Linked DNA regions of Danio rerio: all the other regions are linked to region 2. The links are chromatin contacts, called in public Hi-C and Micro-C maps. All regions are on one chromosome and are shown on one strand. The core of a region is the stretch at or near the end of the contact, and the rest is flanking DNA. Distances in the headings are between cores, read along the strand shown. Region 1 holds the start of caprin1a (cell cycle associated protein 1a). Region 2 holds the start of si:ch211-107p11.3. Region 3 holds the start of rps13 (ribosomal protein S13).

What was found. Hi-C and Micro-C count contacts between places; a contact is called where the count stands out from the background.
Region 1: a Micro-C map of caudal fin shows a contact between it and region 2, with 12 times the contacts expected there. The contact joins the promoter of caprin1a here to the promoter of si:ch211-107p11.3 in region 2. A contact is called at or near these places in 5 of 18 Hi-C or Micro-C datasets (caudal fin, embryo, fibroblasts and 2 more) and 3 of 4 datasets of contacts at active chromatin or transcription factors (caudal fin, embryo and gastrula embryo).
Region 3: a contact with region 2 is called in a Hi-C map of hematopoietic stem cells, with 3 times the contacts expected there. The contact joins the promoter of rps13 here to the promoter of si:ch211-107p11.3 in region 2. A contact is called at or near these places in 3 of 18 Hi-C or Micro-C datasets (caudal fin, hematopoietic stem cells and an unstated tissue) and 1 of 4 datasets of contacts at active chromatin or transcription factors (caudal fin).

The regions. Positions count from the first base shown.
Region 1 is chr7:26,996,913-27,000,950 of GRCz12tu, forward strand. It overlaps caprin1a (cell cycle associated protein 1a), which reads left to right and starts at 2,243. Exons shown (of 18, transcript NM_001003484.1): 1 at 2,243-2,379. LOC141375370 (a long non-coding RNA gene) reads right to left here and starts at 2,818. Exons shown (of 5, transcript XR_012383308.1): 1 at 2,179-2,818.
Region 2 is chr7:26,848,045-26,851,913 of GRCz12tu, forward strand. si:ch211-107p11.3 reads right to left here and starts at 1,868. Exons shown (of 5, transcript NM_001386565.1): 1 at 1,393-1,868; 2 at 1,252-1,322. The coding sequence starts at 1,553. ext2 (exostosin glycosyltransferase 2) reads left to right here and starts at 2,078. Exons shown (of 15, transcript NM_001008400.2): 1 at 2,078-2,229.
Region 3 is chr7:27,041,425-27,045,151 of GRCz12tu, forward strand. It overlaps rps13 (ribosomal protein S13), which reads left to right and starts at 2,046. Exons shown (of 6, transcript NM_001002079.1): 1 at 2,046-2,078; 2 at 2,687-2,735; 3 at 2,824-2,902. The coding sequence starts at 2,056.

The DNA.
Region 1 (4,038 bases), core at 993-3,492, 150 kb after region 2:
TAAGCAAGACATGATCTTTTTATAAAAAAATGCTTATATTTCAAGCCACTGAGTTATATCCCCCCGGAATATTGATATTATAATAATATATCTTTGTGTTATCCTTAGACATTAAAATGCTAATAATATATGTTTAATATTAGTGTCTCCATGAAGGAGATGGCTTTGGTGGAAAGTGAGAAGGTACTGTGTTTCACTCACCCTCAAATTGGTTATTATTGAAGCTATAGCCACCATCAGGGAGAAATATTCAGTATGATGAGCTCTTGACTAATGTCACAGCACAGCTGTGGTCTCTGCCTGGCCTCTAGTGGAGGAAACTTATACTTCAGGTTGTATTTGCAGCAGGTCAAAACCTCTTTGGTGATTTAAATTATTTTATGTTTTATTGGGGGTTCAAGCATAGAACTTAAATTTGTTAGGCCGATTGTCTGAAGGGGGAGGAGACGCTTTTGCAAAAATCTCCCTTGTCTAAAACAGAATGAGATTAGGCATGGGCTTGGATAAAAATATCACGGTATTGTGATTTTACTGCTCTAAAGTATATATATATATTTTAAATGTCTGGGTAAAAAACAAAACTTTTTTTTCTCTTTGAAAACAATAGATTTTATATTTTAAAAGATTTATAATACTTTGTAACTGTAAACATGTCAGGCTAAATAATTAAAATGAATCATTGACTTCTGCTGTCTTTATTAGTTTCAACAACACAAATTTCTTTACAATTTAAAACGGCATCTTTGGATATTTTCTTTGCTGAAGATACTGTTGTCCTAAAAAAACAAAATAAAAAAAATATATATATTATACATACTGTTGGAACGGTATTACAGAGAGTTTTGGCGATTTTAAACACTTGACTTTTCCAAACCGCGGTATTCCTTGAAAACGGTTATCGTCAAATGCCTAAGTTATTATCACCAAAATTGGAATGAGTATGTTTAAGCTTGATCTAAGATAACTAAAAAAATAAAGTATTACAGTTTTTCAACACGGTAGTGCTACAATTTGAATAAGAACACCATGATACCGGCTCTAATTGAGTGACTGCTGGTTTGACAAATAATATTGTCCTGCACGACCGAAGAGGTTTGAACGCATCACTTGGACCCTACCCTATTTTTAACCCTTTTGTTCCAGATCCTTCCATTAGGGATGAATAATATAAAGTAATATAATCTAATGTAGATTTATATAGTGCATTTATAAAGCATTGCAATATACATAAATGTCTTTACAATAATGTGGGGGGATCTCTACACAACACCACCAGTGTGCAGCATCAACCTGGATAATGCAACAGCAGCCACAAGACAACGGTGCTTTACCCCACACACCAGTTGCAGGTGAAGTGGAGAAACCATCAACCAATAAAATTTTAGAACCTATTAAACAAGGTTAAGTGTCCAAATGGAACAAAACTTGTTGAGTTTGTTCAACTCATTGAACTAGAGGTTTGTGAGAAATTCGAAAGAAATTGGTCACTGCGGGACGATACCACAATCAAGTATTGATTGCAATATTATGACACAGTTCCACGGTTTATTCCACTTTGGTGGCCCTGATAAATCAGGGACTTAGCCGAAGTATAGTGACTGAGATATTCTGATGCTGTAAAACTATTAAAAAGTTAATTTATCTATCTATCTATCTATCTATCTATCTATCTATCTATCTATCTATCTATCTATCTATCTATCTATCTATCTATCTTCTAACTATCTATCTTCTATCTATCTGTCTGTCTGTCTGTCTGTCGATCTGTCTGTCTGTCTGTCTGTCGGTCTGTCTGTCTGTCGATCTGTCTGTCTGTCTGTCTGTCTGTCTGTCTGTATATTTATCTATCTGTCTGGCCGTGTGTCTGTCTGTCTGTCTGTCTGTCTGTAACAAAAGGCAAATGCAGTAACATATAATCCAATAACACAATTTTTGTATTGTGTTTCCTCTTGTTGTGCTATAAATGTGCCTTATGTGGCATATAATTAAATGTGCGTTTTCTTTTTTTTCATATTGTTACAAAGTTTAGTTCTGAATGAGTTTTGAGAAACGACACCAGTATTGTGGAACAAGCTCCAAATGTATTTGGCTTAATAAATATCTGACGAGTTCCTTCTTTATAAATGTAATATTTAACAAATGTATTTTTCAGGCGTTATTTGAAGAAAAAAATGTTACCTGCATTTATTTGTAGATGAGTTCAGGCACGAACACAGACACCTACAAGGGTCCTTCAGCGCTTCTGCATTGTTAAGACGAAACTCGCGGAGCTGCTGGAGTTGCCGGGGAGCGTCTGTTGTACTTAAAGAAAATAACATCTAAAACACTGAAATCCAACTGTGTCATACAAATATATCTTTCAAAACATTGAAAGCAAAGGTAGGATGCCACGATTTTAAGAATTGTCAATATTCTGCATCCGCGAAAGCGATGGCCAGATGAAGCTAGCGGCTAACGCGTACAATCCGCTAACTCTGAGAATCTAACAGCACGCGATTAAAGTTTGATTCTCCAACAGCACTTTTGTGTTTATATGTTTACGTTTGTGCGCCATATGCAAGCTAATTATTCAGACCGTCTGTTCTGTTAAAATGTAATGGTTTCTGGAGTTGAAGGATGTGATGCTGGCCAGCAGTCTAGTCTGACCGTCCGGCCAGTAGGAAAGATTTGAGTCTGCTAGACTTTAAAGCGTTTTAAGGTCACTTTGAATTATACTAGATATGCTGGAAATATCGCGTTCTCTTTCTGCTTTTGTCTGAATGAGTGGCATTTTTTAAACCAGAGGTGATGGTTTAGAATCGAGTGTTTATCTCGGACAAGTGAGTGGTTCAATGTCTTTTTTTGGGATAACGAATAGACCTTTGTTTACTCTCTGGACCAAGTAATGCAGGCTTTAGTTGTTGATAGTTTTAAATGAGCTGAGACCATGTCTAATTCTTGTTGACCTGTGTGGTTAGTGTGTCATTGAATACCTTTACAGTATATACGTAGTTGCATTGTTATTTTTGGTTACTAATCTAAATTTAATAATAATATGACTACAGATAATCTGTATATTTCTCTTGGCAAATAAATTAAAGTTTAAAGATTATTAATCCCCTTGGGACAATTCATTTTGACATGGTGGTGCTTCACATATAACAAGAATGACACACTTAAAACAATAAACACCCAACACTTAACATCAAGTGCACAAACAAAAAGGAGAAAAAAATCAACAATAATAATTTATGTAGTTTGTTAAATAATTAATAAATAATAATGCCATCAGTCACTGAAGACTGCTGTTATTATTTTTTCTACCAATTTATAATTTTTTAAAACTCAATATTTCAACTATGAATAATCTGTGGATTTATCTTTACATATGCCACCATTGACAATGATGTTATTTATTTATTGTTCCTTCCCAGTATTAAATATTATGACTACAAATAATCTTTGGATGCATCTTTACAGATGCCACCAGTGAGGACTGGTGACTAGGCTGTTATGTTTTTTTTTTACTGATTAGGGATGTAACAATTCACCTGACTTACGATTCGATACGATTTACGATACTAATCTCACGATTCAAGATTTAGTCACTATTTTTTACCAAAATTATTTGAAACATTTAACTGGCCTCTGGCATAAAAAATTGAGCATAAAAATTACTATTTATTAGAATTAATATATTTATTATATTAATATATTTATTATATAGTAGAATAGAGACAAGAGTTAAACATGATTATGATGGTGAATAATTAACATGTATAATTGATTAATATTAGTATCAGTGTGATACACTTAAGAGATAATCTTCAACATTTTTAAATATTTAGTAATAATAAGCATATTATTAAAATATGCATGAACTAATTAAAAAAAATGAGAGGGTCCAAATAATCTTATACCTGGTTCTCTATCAGTCTGGAAAACATCTTCACACTTTCACCATGCAAACACTGATGCACCGTGTGATCTTCGTAGCACTCGTTGAAGCAAGCGAAGCTGCAAATCATCTGGTCCGCATGGTTTGGCTTATTAATAGTT
Region 2 (3,869 bases), core at 618-3,117:
AGCTCTTAATTTTTATTAAATTAAAAGAGGCCCACTAGAGGGTGCTAAAGGTCTACAAAAGATTGCACAGAAAAACAAGGAAAAGGTTGATGATAATAATTTTAAAGTAACTGCCATCTCTACCAAATGGTTGACTAAGTTTTGACTCTTTTAAATAATGAGTGTCATTTAAAGAATGACTGTCCTAAATAATGGCTTGCACTTTACAGCATTGTAGGTTTATAAAAAAAATCAAACAAACATAATCCTGTTGCACTACACATTGGTTTTATTGTACAAAAAAAAAAGAAAGAAAAACAATAGTTATCAGTGTTATTATTACGGTTGCCCTTTTTTCTTTTTACTGTTAACATTACTATCATTACATTACTTTCTTGTCTCTCACCACTGATTGGTCTCTTTCTATCTATGTTTTATTTCTAAGTTATTTGCTTCATTTATTGACTGTTATGCATGCTGTTTTATGATATGTATCTTTTATTTTCTCTTTCTCTTATGTGTGTACTCTGACATGTTCACCTGTTTACCTTTACATGCACTCACGCACACATACTGTACATGCAAACATGTGCACCTGAGAGTATTGATGTTGTTTTTTTTGTTTTTTCATCTTTTTTTTGTTGTTGTTTTGTTCTCTTTGTATGTGCTCCTAATGTATGTACCTCTTGCATACCCCTATGAGAATCTGAAATATTTAAAGGCATACTAAAAAAGAAATTATGATTTAGTATTCAATTTGTTTTATTTTGATTATATTTTTAAATAAAATGGTCTTACACTTCAAATTTTCAGATTTCTCACACTATATGTATTAATTCCTGGTACTTTTACCATAAACTGACATTTTAGATAGAGGCTGGTATTTTTAGAAATTATGGGATGTGTTGGGATGTTATTTTCTTCCTGGTGGGGCAGTTAAGGAATAATGAACATTTGTTTTTAATCCACATGCCATACGAGATGTACGTTGTGATATGCTGAGAATCTAGGTATTAACCAGTGCAATTATAATAATAAGTAGCACATTTAATGTACACGAGGAACTGGTCTGTAAAATAAAGTACTGCCAATAATGAAGTACATAATATATCTTACTGAGAAAAAGAAACAGAATATGCAATTCCTGATTAACAATTAACATTTTTACAATATAATTTTAAAATTTCCCCTCATTATAATGTTTATGGAACTTAAACCACAACAAGGTAGATTAATCTTAACAATTTTAAACCTCTCAAAAAAGTGACTAACCACTTTGAACGACGTTCTTGTATTTCGTCTTCACCTGCTGCCACGTTCGTCTTGGTCCCAAAGGATTGGATCTGCCATTAAAATGTAGGATTGAAGAACAGCGGAGCGGAATTGTTGTAATTAAAAATTAATTGTACTTACGCATTTAGTTTGCTGGCTATTTTTCGCCACGCATCCTGACGGAGTCTTGCAGCCGCTATAGTATTCCCTTTGGTTTTTATTAAATGTCTAACTTCGTCATATCCTTCCATTAAAAGTTGCAATTCAGCAGCACTGAAATAAGCAGCACGCTGCTTAGCCATGTTCATCTTGACTTTTTGTTAGAATAAACAACAGTCTGTTTGTAAATAGTCTGAAACCTAAATCCGAGATGTGGACCGAAACCCCATTTCAGGTACGGACTCGAGCTAGCTCAACCCGGGCTATGCGAACTAATTCGGGCTTTGTTAAACCACGGTCGAAGAACGGGACCCAGATGCCTGTTTCTTGCTTAAAAACATTAGGCTTATAGAAAAGGTTGCTCTAATATTCGAAATAATGTACAATAGTAGACTTTTAAGTTATTTACGCCGTATGAAAAAATGGTGGCTGAATCGGTGAGATGATAGCTGTTGTTTGTGGTTGTGTGTAAAATAACCGAACGAGCTAGCTATCTAGACAGCGAAGCAAAGTATTGTCGTACCAAACATGCTGTCTATATAGGTGGCTCTGTAGGTTTTAAGACACAGTCATTGATTACATTCGTTCTTCCTCTACAGCAGATGGCGCGACGCAACCCAAGTGACAAGAAATCCGTGCGTTAATATACACGAAGGACAGACAAATCTCTTCTTTCCTGTCAGCTGTCCTTTTAGTGTAAGGAATGTGTTGTGGGATGATAAATAACATTCAACTTAAATATTCACCATACTGGAACGACAAATGAAATAATGTTTGCGGCGTGCTGAAGTTTGAGGCCGTAAGCTGGACATCGTGAAGGTTAGTTCATGTTTTTATGAGGGCTAACGTAGCCTGTCTGCTATCGTTAGCGAGTGTGTTTTGGAATTGTATTCAACTCAGGAAAGGACTTATTTTGTTTAGGATGGTCAAATACGGCCTGGTTTTATTACTAAAGATGAACCATATAGAGATAAGTGGATTTTGGCATAAGTAAATAGCAAAAAATTGCATTAATGAATTATTCGTAACTGTTAGGTTGACCATTAACTTACTATAGAATATTTGCAACGTTAACACATAATAACATTGATTGATTGATTTAAAGTTAGTTGATAACTTTGATTGACAATTCGTTTTTGAACGAACAGTCATGTAATTTCATTGTGAATAGTTTCTGCAGTTATCTAAAGAACAATTAACGTTAACGTTAGAATAGTCCGTCATGTAATCAGTCTAGAAATTCTGATGAAATCCCACATGAATAAATCCTATAGTAATTCATAGTAAATAAATACAAAAGTGCTTTTGAAGCATACTATAGAATCGTGTATTATACTGTATGTATTTTAGTTTTTAAAACACGTTGTTAAAGAATGCTACTGCATACTGCAGTATTAACTACTCAACTGATAAACTAGAAATACTGTAGTATACTTAAATTTTTAATACAGCAAACTGTGGTATATTGTAGTAGAGTATATAGTTGTAGAAAAAGTTAGTTGATAAGTTTAGAATTCTATAATTGTATTTTCACAGAAAACGGAGAATTACTAGAGCAGATTAATTCAAGTACTTTCAGGTAGGAATAACTTGAAAATACACAATGAATTACTATTGTATTCTTTTAATTTGGGATCAATTAGGGCTGCACAATATATCGGTTCCGCATTGATATTGCAATTGTAATTATTCGCTTTAATGAGATCGCAGGATATGTGATGTTAAGTTTGTATAATAATTTATCATTTGCTTGTGTTTTTGATTACCGTGATTGTATTATGATTTTTAAAAGCATTAAGGTATAAGAACTTGTACCATTTGTGACCTTAACTATGATTAATTTTATTGAATTATTTTTAATTTTATCTTTCAGTCACTGTACTTGAATACTGTCAGACTCGTAAAGTGATAAAACACTTTATTTCAACTGTATCTTTTTCTTGAGTGTGTTTATAGATTGTTATGCATAAATTCTCACTATAGAAATGCTCTGCAAATAGCACAGGTCACAATGAAAATTTGTTGGAAGACCCCAAAAAATTTATAGATTGTTTATTGGTTTTTATGGAGATGCAAATAGTAAACATGAATTTTTCTCTGACTAAACATGTGCATGAAAATACTCCTAACAGATGCAAATACAGAAATGCACTGCAAATAGCACAAACCACAGTGTAAATGTGTCAGGGGACTCCAAAAAATGTATAGATTATTTATTAGATTCTATGGAGATGCATTCCCATTGCTGAATCATCCCAACAGATCTAACATTTATATATTTTTTCCAAATAGAGATATCTGGTGAAAATGTATTCATATCGCAATATATATCGCAATATAAAAAAAATTGCAATATTGGATTTTCCAATATCGTGCAGACCTAGGATTAATCATAATGAGAATAATTTCATTAGACTGTTCAACCATATATCATATCAGAATTTCAACAAGCAATGAAA
Region 3 (3,727 bases), core at 796-3,295, 190 kb after region 2:
GAGTAAACTGCATGTTAAAATATTTTAAGTGGATTCTTTTTAATGTAAAACTAAATACAATACATTCACAAATAAAAAACAAGTTTACAAACTGTGTGTATGTAGTTATAGTTAATTAGCTGTACTTGTGATTTGTGAATTATATTTGCATGTGCACTTGGAAGAAAGGAGGGTTTAGAAAAGAAGGTATAACATTAAAATCTTAATGGTTAAAGAAAGATTTTACAACATATGATAGAATAATTATAAAAGAGCTGTATAATTAATAGACTGCATTGGTTGGGGCTCCTTAATTCAGCCCTAAGCAACTGCTTACCCTGCTTATTGGTTAAGTCTGCCCCCCCCTGACCACATAATCATGCATTCTTGTTTGTTAATTGGTTTTCCTGTTGGAAAGAGGTAAACATTTTTAAAATGTAACATTACACAGAAGTTAAAAACAAAACAATATATAAGAATGTTGGAAAAAAGTTTCCAGGAACAAAAATACTTAAAATGTCATTCACTGTTTCCCCCCCACATTCTTCGGTAATGAAAACTAAGAATATGTCTTTACAGCACAATGTATTCTGGAAATTTGGGGCATGGAAAGCTGCACCCATTGATTTCTCTATGTTTATTATATTATATTCACTCACATGCAATAAACTGTAAGCACTCACATTACAAATAACGAAGAAAATCATATCTGGAAATGTTTTCTAGAGACAGCTCGTTGGTACGCTGTTACTATATAGATAAGTTAGTTCACTTATTTTATAGCATCCTCTTCATGTGTTCAGCTTTTTTAGCTTTATTTTAGAATATTAAGAATATATCTAATATCCAGAATAACATGGAATGCATATTTTCAGCTTGTCAGACACTATTGGCCTTTTCTGTAGTAATTTGCATTGGTTTATATTCAACTCTCAAGCTTGTCTGAAAATATGACATAACACAACTACCATTCACTATATATCTTGTGTTCAGCAGAAGAAAAAAAACTCAAACCGGTTTTGAACAAATAAAGGATGAGTAAATGATGACAAGAGTTTTCATTTTTGGGTGAACTGTCTATCCATTTAATTGTGATATCTGGTAGCCTACACAATTTTCTAATATTGGTCCATCCTGGCCAATGTTCAAAAGTAGAACATATTACAGTTTGTTTAATACACAATGCAATTTGCACTGTACACACACACACACCTAGAGGTGCTATGCTCCGCCCAGTTGGGAATACTGTTGGGTGGAGCTGTTTTATCTGTTCATTCTATATTTCTACAGCCTTTTATACTTTTGCAGTCATGCTTACATCAGCCAGGTTTTCCTGGAGCGCCACCAGTTGGTGGATTTGAGAAAAAGTTTTTTTTAATAAGAAGACAATTAAAGCACAAAATAACCAGGACAATTAACAAAACAAAAAATCTTGCTAAATCAAAATACAATGGCTTAAAATGAGAGACAAGGATCCCTGAATCATTCATTCATTCATTCAATCATTTTGGCTTAGTTCCTTTATTAAGGAGGGTTCGCCACAGCGGAATGAACCGCCAACTTATACTGCATATGTTTTACGAAGCAGATGCCCTTCCAGCTGCAACCCATTACTAGGAAACACCCAAACACTCTCATTCACACACACACTATGGCCAATTTAGCGCGCGCGCGCGTGTGTGTGGGACTGTGTTTGTGTGAGAGAGAGAGAGAGATCCGTATATCCTCCCCCCTGAAAAAAACCCTGAAATGTAAGATGAAAATAAATACGTAAATAAATAAATGTGCAAAACAACAATAAATCCGAATAAATAATGTTTATAGCCTAATATATAAACATTTTGCGGTACATCTGCATGCATATGAAAAGCACAAAATAAAAAAGACAATTGTAATGTTAAATTTAATAAACAACATAGAAGAAATACATGAATTAATTAATGTTAAAGAAAAATCTTAGAAATATATGAAATCAACAGACAGGAAGTTATTTTTAACATCACTTCCGGCGCCCTACTTCACTTCCTCTCGGCCTTACCTCGGTCTTTCTCTTTCCTCGCTCTTAAAACCGCCATCATGGGTCGTATGCACGCTCCTGGGTAAATGTTTATTTTACACTAAAAACACCTTTATTTATTCTCAACACTGTCCTAAAACGCCGTTAACACTTTAGAACATAGATCGAACCCGGAATTGTTATTTAATCGGAACTAGAAAAGCGTTTTTGAGCAGTCAGAGTGATCCCACGTTCTCTTCCTCTGTGGAGCGTGATGGCAGCACATGTACGAGGCGCTGCAGGATGAACACATCAGAGAAACTCTTAGTAATGGTTCTGTTAATAATGACGTTGGGTCTGTGTTTTAACGGTTTGGGTATTTTGTCGCTCAGATTTACATAACGCATGTTTATTTGCCAGATGTGTTTGTCGGTTCGGGCTGGTCAGACCTCATACATTTAACGTTAAAATCAATTATTTGTAGAAGTATCTAAATCTACACTAATGTTAATTTTTTTACCCTGTTCTTTTTCCCCTTTGTTCTTGAAGTTGTAACTTGTACGTGTATATGCTTGTCTTAGTTTGTTGTCAGTTATTGTTTTCTATGTAGTTTTTGTTGGCAAGCTAACTTAGTGAAATTGTCTTGTCTTCTAAATTAATGTTTCTTGTAGACCACATAATTCACATTTTGAATGTTTTATTATTTTTCAGCAAGGGCTTGTCCCAGTCGGCACTGCCCTATAGGCGAAGTGTCCCCACAGTAAGTCTGTTGACTCAGATTTTTTTTCATCTGATTAATTATGTTAATTGTCACAGCTGTTAAAATATCCCATTATTTTGTGTTTTAGTGGCTCAAATTGACATCTGATGATGTTAAAGAGCAGATCTTTAAACTGGCCAAGAAGGGTCTGACCCCCTCTCAGATCGGTAAGTTCTGATTGACAATACAGGCTTTATAACAAAAAAGCTTGTATCTGTTAGGATCAAGAATTTCAGTAATACATGTGTGTTGGTTTTACAAAGGACTTTTATTTATCCTTTTATCGTTCATTTAAAAACTTATTGATGTGAAGTTGGTTTTATATTCCCACATCTGCACTTTCTCCTTGATTATAGAATTTCAGAAAACTATTCTTTGCACACTAAGTAGGGAGATCATATTAGCAGTCAAAGACTATCAAAGAACAGCATTGTTCACAGTCCATGAAATAGTGCTAATTAAGTTTTGAAGTCATACTTGCATGGTTTTTTAGACCAAATATTCAAGGTAGAGTGGTAAACAATATAGCCAAAGTGTCACAATTTGTCAGTTAGAGAATGAATGAATGTCCGAAAATGAAACCAACTTTATCTCAACTTTAACTATTGTGAATCAAATGAATTTAATGTATTGTATGAAAACAAGGCCTCTGAGTCTATGAACTATGTACAGCAGTTGTTCTAATTGTCTCCACAGAAGTGGAATTTTTTTACTTGATCCTTATTTTTGTAAGTTTCTGTTATTTGTAATGTAGACTTTGCAGTTATGCATTTTAGTTTAGATTACCTCAATCAGACAAATAAGTCAATTGTAATGGGTGATGTACTAATATACACTTGCGTGCTGTTGATGTAATTATAATCATAATTTTTGACTATTCAAAATCTCAGATGGTCAGAGCTGTTGTTTAATTTCAGATGAGTCTTGGAAGTACTAGTTTCCCCGCAGCAGGGATGGACCAAACATCTCAAACAGCCAAAATATAAATATTA